Linked DNA regions of Rattus norvegicus: region 1 is linked to region 2. A link is a contact called in public Hi-C data. All regions are on one chromosome and are shown on one strand. The core of a region is the stretch at or near the end of the contact, and the rest is flanking DNA. Distances in the headings are between cores, read along the strand shown. Region 1 overlaps Robo1 (roundabout guidance receptor 1). Region 2 overlaps Robo1 (roundabout guidance receptor 1).

The links. Hi-C and Micro-C count contacts between places; a contact is called where the count stands out from the background.
Region 1: a Hi-C map of the A7r5 cell line shows a contact between it and region 2, with 4 times the contacts expected there. The contact joins two enhancer-like sites. A contact is called at or near these places in 9 of 12 Hi-C or Micro-C datasets (the A7r5 cell line, Schwann cells, frontal cortex and 5 more).

The regions. Positions count from the first base shown.
Region 1 is chr11:25,026,882-25,030,108 of GRCr8, reverse strand. It overlaps Robo1 (roundabout guidance receptor 1), which reads right to left. Exons shown (of 31, transcript NM_022188.3): 11 at 1,625-1,830; 12 at 74-155. Among named protein-coding and RNA genes, the nearest start is that of Trnav-aac31, 83 kb to the left of the region's middle. Within about 2 kb of position 1,473, at least 3 of the 93 cell types and tissues checked have an H3K27ac peak or open chromatin away from gene starts, as enhancers often do. A contact at or near this core is called in the A7r5 cell line, where this site is marked.
Region 2 is chr11:24,411,244-24,414,730 of GRCr8, reverse strand. The region is part of intron 2 of Robo1 (roundabout guidance receptor 1); the gene reads right to left. Among named protein-coding and RNA genes, the nearest start is that of Robo1, 350 kb to the right of the region's middle. Within about 2 kb of position 1,485, at least 2 of the 93 cell types and tissues checked have an H3K27ac peak or open chromatin away from gene starts, as enhancers often do. A contact at or near this core is called in the A7r5 cell line, where this site is marked.

The sequences.
Region 1 (3,227 bases), core at 224-2,723, 620 kb before region 2:
CTTGCCTTCCTGTAGACCAGGATATTGGCCTTGTTTGTCACCAAAAGTTTTAAGACGAAATGTATGTATTTACCCTGGACTTCGATGTAAGCGCTCCACGTGGCCTCACCACTGGGGGTCGAAGCAGTGCAGGTGTACCGACCGGTGTCACCCAGCTGCGAAGGCACAGGGAAAAGAAATGTTTGGAATCATCAAGACCTTTCTGGGCTGGAAAAACAATTACCGGGTTGTCTATAGCCCACGAATACAGAAATATACATTAAAATCTGCGAACCAGAAATGTCCCTGTAATTAAATGTATTTTTTCTTGAAACATAAAAAAAAATATTGCAAGAAGACAGAAATAAAGAGCCTTTTATATGGTTATCATAACTGATGTCTCTCTCTCTCTCTCTCTCTCTCTCTCTGTGTGTGTGTGTGTGTGTGTGTGTGTGTGTGTGTGTGTGTGTGTGTGTGTGATAGATAGTTCTTTAACAGACTAGGTTTAGCATCAAAGATTGGGAAAAACCGAATTATACACTATCTTAAATTGTTCACTCTACACCCCTCTCCCCTTATTATAAAACTTGAGATGTCAGATATAAAACCAAAGCCCTTGCTGGAACAAGCACTCTCTCTCCCTTCTGAAAACGGAAGCCCAAAGTAAACTCGGGCTCAGCCAAAAACCGGGAACAGCATGCTAAAGCCATATACTTCTGATTAATTTAACAACTCTTATCTCCAGATAACATTGTCATCTGGCTCTGGCGAGAGAGAAGAACAATGTGGCAACGGTTGCCACAAAGAGGTACAACACCGCAACCCTGGTGGCACACAACAGCTCTGCTGTTCATTCAGAACTCCAAAGGATCCACCCACGATCCAGATCCAGGCAGTGGAAATGAATGCGGATTGCAACCCAGGACGCTTGTTTCATATGCCTCAGAAGCTTGTCAGAACAAGACCACAAAAGAAAATCAAAATCAAAACAATGTAAACTGGTCCTGAAGGAACAGATGATGAGGTGACCTGGGATGGCAAATCCCCATGTTTGTCCCCACCAATCTGTGGGCTTTTTATCACGCAGCATTCTGATTTGAAATGGGCACTGAGTTAGCATATATATGACTTTATAAGCGCTGTCCATGTGAATGATACTTTGTAATTCCAAAATGCTGGGCCAAGTAGTTCAAACAGAAAGACTGCTCAAATCCACTGTACATAAAGCAATACTAGAACATTTTCCTGGCTGGTTACTTACAGAATGCCTGCATATCCTCTCTCTCTCCCTCCCCCTCTCTCTCTCTCTCACACACACACACGCACACACGCACACACGCACACACACACCTGCAAACACGCAGTGTACACACTCCCTCTCTCAGGTCTCCAACCATTTTCCTTAATACGTCTTCCAAAGCATCTTCTTCTGTCTCCACAGGACCTTAAATTACTTGCCGTAACTTATGAGTCAAGTCACCTCAAGCAGGCACAGTGGCATGCCTGAACAAATGATGCATACCATTAGAATGTATTAGTATTTTTATTTAGTATTTCATCTAGGTGACAGTATTTCAATGCTAGTTGTTGCCTGTAAAAGTAAAGAGGAACCGAGTAGGAAGTCCATGAAGCCTTTGCAAGTTACCTTAGCGTAGCGGATCTGCAGGACCCCGCTCTCCAGCTGTTTGATCCGAGAATCTTGGGTTGAAACAAGGACTCCATCCTTCCTCCACAGAATTGTGGGCACGGGACTGCCTGTGGCCACACAGCTGAGAGTTAAAGTACCATCCACTGCTACAGTCTGATTCACAGGACCTTGTCGGATGACTGGGGGAGGCCGGTCCGCAATCACTGCCAAGAGAAACAACAGGAAATAGATTTCTGCAACTGGAAGCAATTTTCTAATCATCTGAGCAACAGCCATTGCTGTAGGCTTTGAAAAAGAAAAAAAAAACTAAAGATAATTAAACAAGTAATTAAAGTGGAGACATGCGTTATTCAGAATGCATTTACATTATGCACTGATTAGGAATATTAAAACGAGGTACAAGGCCTTTCAAATGACAAACTGGGTCTGGGCCTGCTACATTATCTAGGGACCAAGTAAGCGTTCAGAAATTGAATACGGGCTGTGGCTGGTGAAGGAGGCTTATAACGAAGAGGAAAGAATACTGTAAACATAAGGAAGCACAAGCAACAGAGCCATTTAATAAGTCTGTCCCACAGAAATGTATGGGACAGATTTTAATGAATGAACCAAGGTCAACTTGATTTCATAATTGTTTTCTCTCTAACAGCAACCACCAGCGCCATCACATGAAGCCACCATGCAGAAAGTCTGACCATTTTGAATGTTAAAAGGTGCATTGGACTTTCCTTTATAAACAGAATTGAACTTGCTGTCTTTATCTCAGAATGGTCTGCTACCTACATGCCTGCCTCCCTGCCTCCCTCCCTCCCTCCTTTCTTTCTTCTTTTGGGAGTGTGTGTGTGTGTGTGTGTGTGTGTGTGTGTGTGTACACAAGTGTTTGAGATATCTGTATCCACATGTATGTGGGGTATGTGTGAGAGCACACATGAACATAAGCAGATGTGCATGCATGCCCACGCATGTGAGTGCAGAATCCAAAGGTTGATGTTGAGTGCCTTAATATTGCTCTCTGCTTTATTTATGAAGCAGCCACTTCCTGAAGCACAGATTTTAGGTGTGGCCAGTCCAGACAGCAGGCTTTGCAGGAAATCCTCTCTGATCTCCTGAATGCTTGGATTACAGGCTGAACACCTCACCCTGAACTCAGCTTTAACATTGGTTGTGTGCATACAAACTCCATTCTCCACACTTGCGAGGCTAGCCCTTTATCCACTGAGCAATGTCTAGGATGTTGAGTGATTTTTCTATTGAAATATATACATGGGTTAAAAAGTAGCATCCCCACATCTAACGGATCAGGGTCTCTGGAAAGTGCCTCAGGATCATATGGCTGGTAGGCTAATCCCAATAGCTAAGTGAGGCTGACGTCCAAGCCTAGCACCCTCCACTACCCCATACTCCAATAAACACGCACGGCAAATGCATTCAGTCACTACTGTTTTCTTTTAATTGAAAATATGCTTTCCCCATACAATATATTTAGCTTACAATTTACTCTTCTCCTCCTAATTCCACCCCACCTCTCTGTTCATAGAATGCGATGCCTTCTTTTTCTGATTTATAAAACAAGCAAATAAGAAGATAAGGCATGGCAGAG
Region 2 (3,487 bases), core at 236-2,735:
TAATTATGTGACGATTTCTGCTAAGTTACATGTGAATACATAAAACACTAAAAGTATACACGAGTAAAGAATACACTATTCCCAATCTTTAACCTAATCTATGTCACGGATGCTGCTGCTTCTTTACGTCTGTGCACCCTGACGATTCTGATTCTAACTTGTTTCTGCTTCTATGGTTCTGACATTCACTGGTACCTGGGCCACTCGGTGGTTGGTTTTTCCATTTATAATAAAAATCAGTGACCAGAAGAGATCCTCAAGGTCTCAGGGCTTGCCCATGAGAGACTAGAATTTCTTTGACTAGATAGGATATTTTAACGCTTTCTGGGCTGAACTATGAGTTTCAGGCACATCTCCTTTGAAAAACATAACATGTCTTTATTTCTAAGAACCTAAAATTTGGCCCTTGCAGATTACTTCCTTTTGTAGCATATTGGTATACATTAGGGACTTTAGAGAGTCTTCATAAAGCATAATGGCTAATTGTGTGGTGACACCCGGTCTGCTTATGCCTTTCTTTGTCTGAGCTAGGTCTTTTCCACTTCATGGGACTTGTTTCCAAGTAACATACATGGGGGTTACCACCAGTCAAGAATACAGGAGACTTCCTGATGACTTCTTTCTGCACAAGAATGAGTTTCACTCTATTGTTAGTTAGAAGCGTCAGGAAATTGAAACTTGTAGGTTGGAAGTTTTTGGGAAATCAAAAGTTATGCCGATGGTTTCTGATGTGACGTATGTTTATTGTTCCCCTGATGACCAGTTTGCGTTGTTTGATTTTTTTATAAGCAAGTGCTTTTTCCCTTATTAAATGAGACTTGATCAGAATACTGTCTTGTCTCCACTTCTCATGTCTCTTGTCCCATTCATTCCCACTCCCCTCTTCAGGGTCTCCGTTGATGTTCCCTTGGGCCGGGACAGCTAATTTTCTATATTCCTTGATTTTTTTTCTCTTTATTTCTACTCCCTGCGGTCTTCGTGGTCTAAACATGAGGTGTAAATGCACATCGTAAGGAATCAGGAATTTTATGCTCTATTTTTAGCCTTAAGATTATAAACATGTTAGGAAACAGTCTTCTTTCTCTGTTTCTAGCAAGCAGAGAAGCACGCGTTTAAATGTTCATGGTTAGGTTTACAAAGGAAGTTAAGAGTACACATAACCAAGCCTGCCTGTGAGTCATGAGACCTCTGTGTAGACTTCGGGGGAGACCTGCTGGAGGCATGTGCCATGAGTAATGTGTATTTCATTTCAGAGGGTTAGAGCTTTCGGTATTTAGTTAAAAAGAGAGGGCCATTATGTTAATTAAAACATTAATTGGGGGTAATTACAACGTGATCATAGTTTATATAGATTTTAGGTACAATTTATACAATTATCTCCAGTAGCAGAGGAAAATAATGAAGCTGTTTATCTGCAACATTTGCCTAACTGAAAACTGCAACTACAGAGAAGCTGCATATATATCTGTGGTCAGAGCACCCATTTGAAGTAGAGACGCCACGAGGCTAGTCAGATCCTAATGAACTCCCCGAGGACAGGGTGGTTTGGCGAGAGCACAAGACTTTTAAAACCACCACACATCACCAAATCATATCCCTTAATTTTCATCTTGTTTTAAATGAGTCTCACTTAAGAATAATTACTGAGCCCCAGAACTAACGTGCTGGAATTACAGGGCCGAAAGTTATTCCTGTAGGTGTTGCATTTGAGTTCTCCTTCCAGGCTTTGCTCGACTTAAGACGCGGAAGCCAATTTCACCTGCAGGTCAGTATAACGAACACGTAATGCACGCAATCCCAGGGAGGTGTTTTCGTAGTCCGTGAGCACGCTCTCTAGCCTCTTCCTTACGTTCCCAGAAGGATTAGCTGGTCTGAGTCCACGGTTTATTTTTTCTTTCTAAAGGGTGGGTTTTAATACTGCTCACAAGCTTGATCTGTGGAGCAGATTTCTTTCCTTTTGAATTCTGATTTCATCACTTCCACAGCTGTGTGACCTTGGGCATGTAAAGTATTCCCCGAGCCTCGCTTTCTTCATCTATAAAAATGAAATTGTGAAAATAAATACTATTTGCTCCGTTGGGATGTTGTAAGGATTAAATCCCTAAAAGCTCTCGAGCATTAACAATGATTTCTGGTATAAAATAAGTACTATATAAATGCCGAGTCTGATTATGAGCATAGAGAAATAGACTATGATTCAGGCTTAAGTGTTAAATCATCTGGCTCCGAAGGAACAAATGAAGGTCGGGGGGAAAAGTCTACTTCAGCACGGTCTTCTTTCCCCTTGGGGTATTCCTTGAAACAACTGATACTTCATAATGAAATGTTCCAGAAGCAGTTTGGATCTAGTAATGGATTATGATTGGGGAAGCGGGGCTGTAACTTTTGATTTCTTGAGCAAAACTGTATTAATATTTCTTTCTTTTTCTCTATTTGTGTGCGTGTGTGTGTGTGTGTGTGTGTGTGTGTGTGTGTGTGTGTGTGCGCGCGCACGGGCGCGCGTATAGTATGCATGTGCAAATGTGTGTGCAGATAGGCTTCGGGAATCCAGATCTTGAAATAAGAATGTCTTTTTCAGTTGCTTCTCCACATTTCTTTTGAGACAGCATCTCTTTGCTGAACCTGGCGCTTGCCGTTTCTGGCTGGGCTGGCTGGCCAGGAGTCCAGAGGAAATGATCCACTTGGCTCGTCCATTCAGCACTGAGTTTTAAAGTGGAGTACTGCCACACCCAGTCTTTTACAAGGATGTTGGGAATCAGAACTTAAGTTTTTATGCTTGTATGTCAAATACTTTTCACACTGAAGCATCCCAGACCTCAGAGAAGTTTTAGTACTCATGAATTGTTTTTTTTTTGTTTTGTTTTGTTGTTTTTTTTTGGGGGGGGGGGAGTGGGGCTTCAACATATGCCAGGAATTCCAGTACTTGAGCATTTAATTCTATACTACTAGGCTCTAAGTTTTGCTAAACATTTAACAGTACTTACATATTTAAGGACTATTTATCATTTCAAAGAAGAAAGGAGAGCTCCAGAAAAGTAGGAATTTAAATTAAGCACCACCATTTTGAAATTGGATCAATGATTTTTTTTTAGAATGAAGTAGTAATGGATATCTGTTTGCTTATAGAAAGACACAATTATATAAAATTACACTCATTTGTATGTTTTGATGTCACAACTCAGCAGTGCTCTGAAGTACTTAGCATGCCTTTTACTGTTCTCAACAATTTTTTTTTGCTACGCAAATTAAAAATAACTGCAAGTTAGGCAACATATCATGGTTTAATACCAAGTTAGAGGCCTTCTTTCTTTCACAAATATCTACATATAAATCAATGGATTACCACTTAAAATGTATTTCCTCAAAGACAAGTCATAACATTCCTCCTTTGCTGCTATAAGATTCTCTTTTCATTTATCTCTGCTTCTAAGTTAATTATAAAAATGCTTGCAGTCAGGGAACTTACTGCTTGCCCAGTCAGCATCTT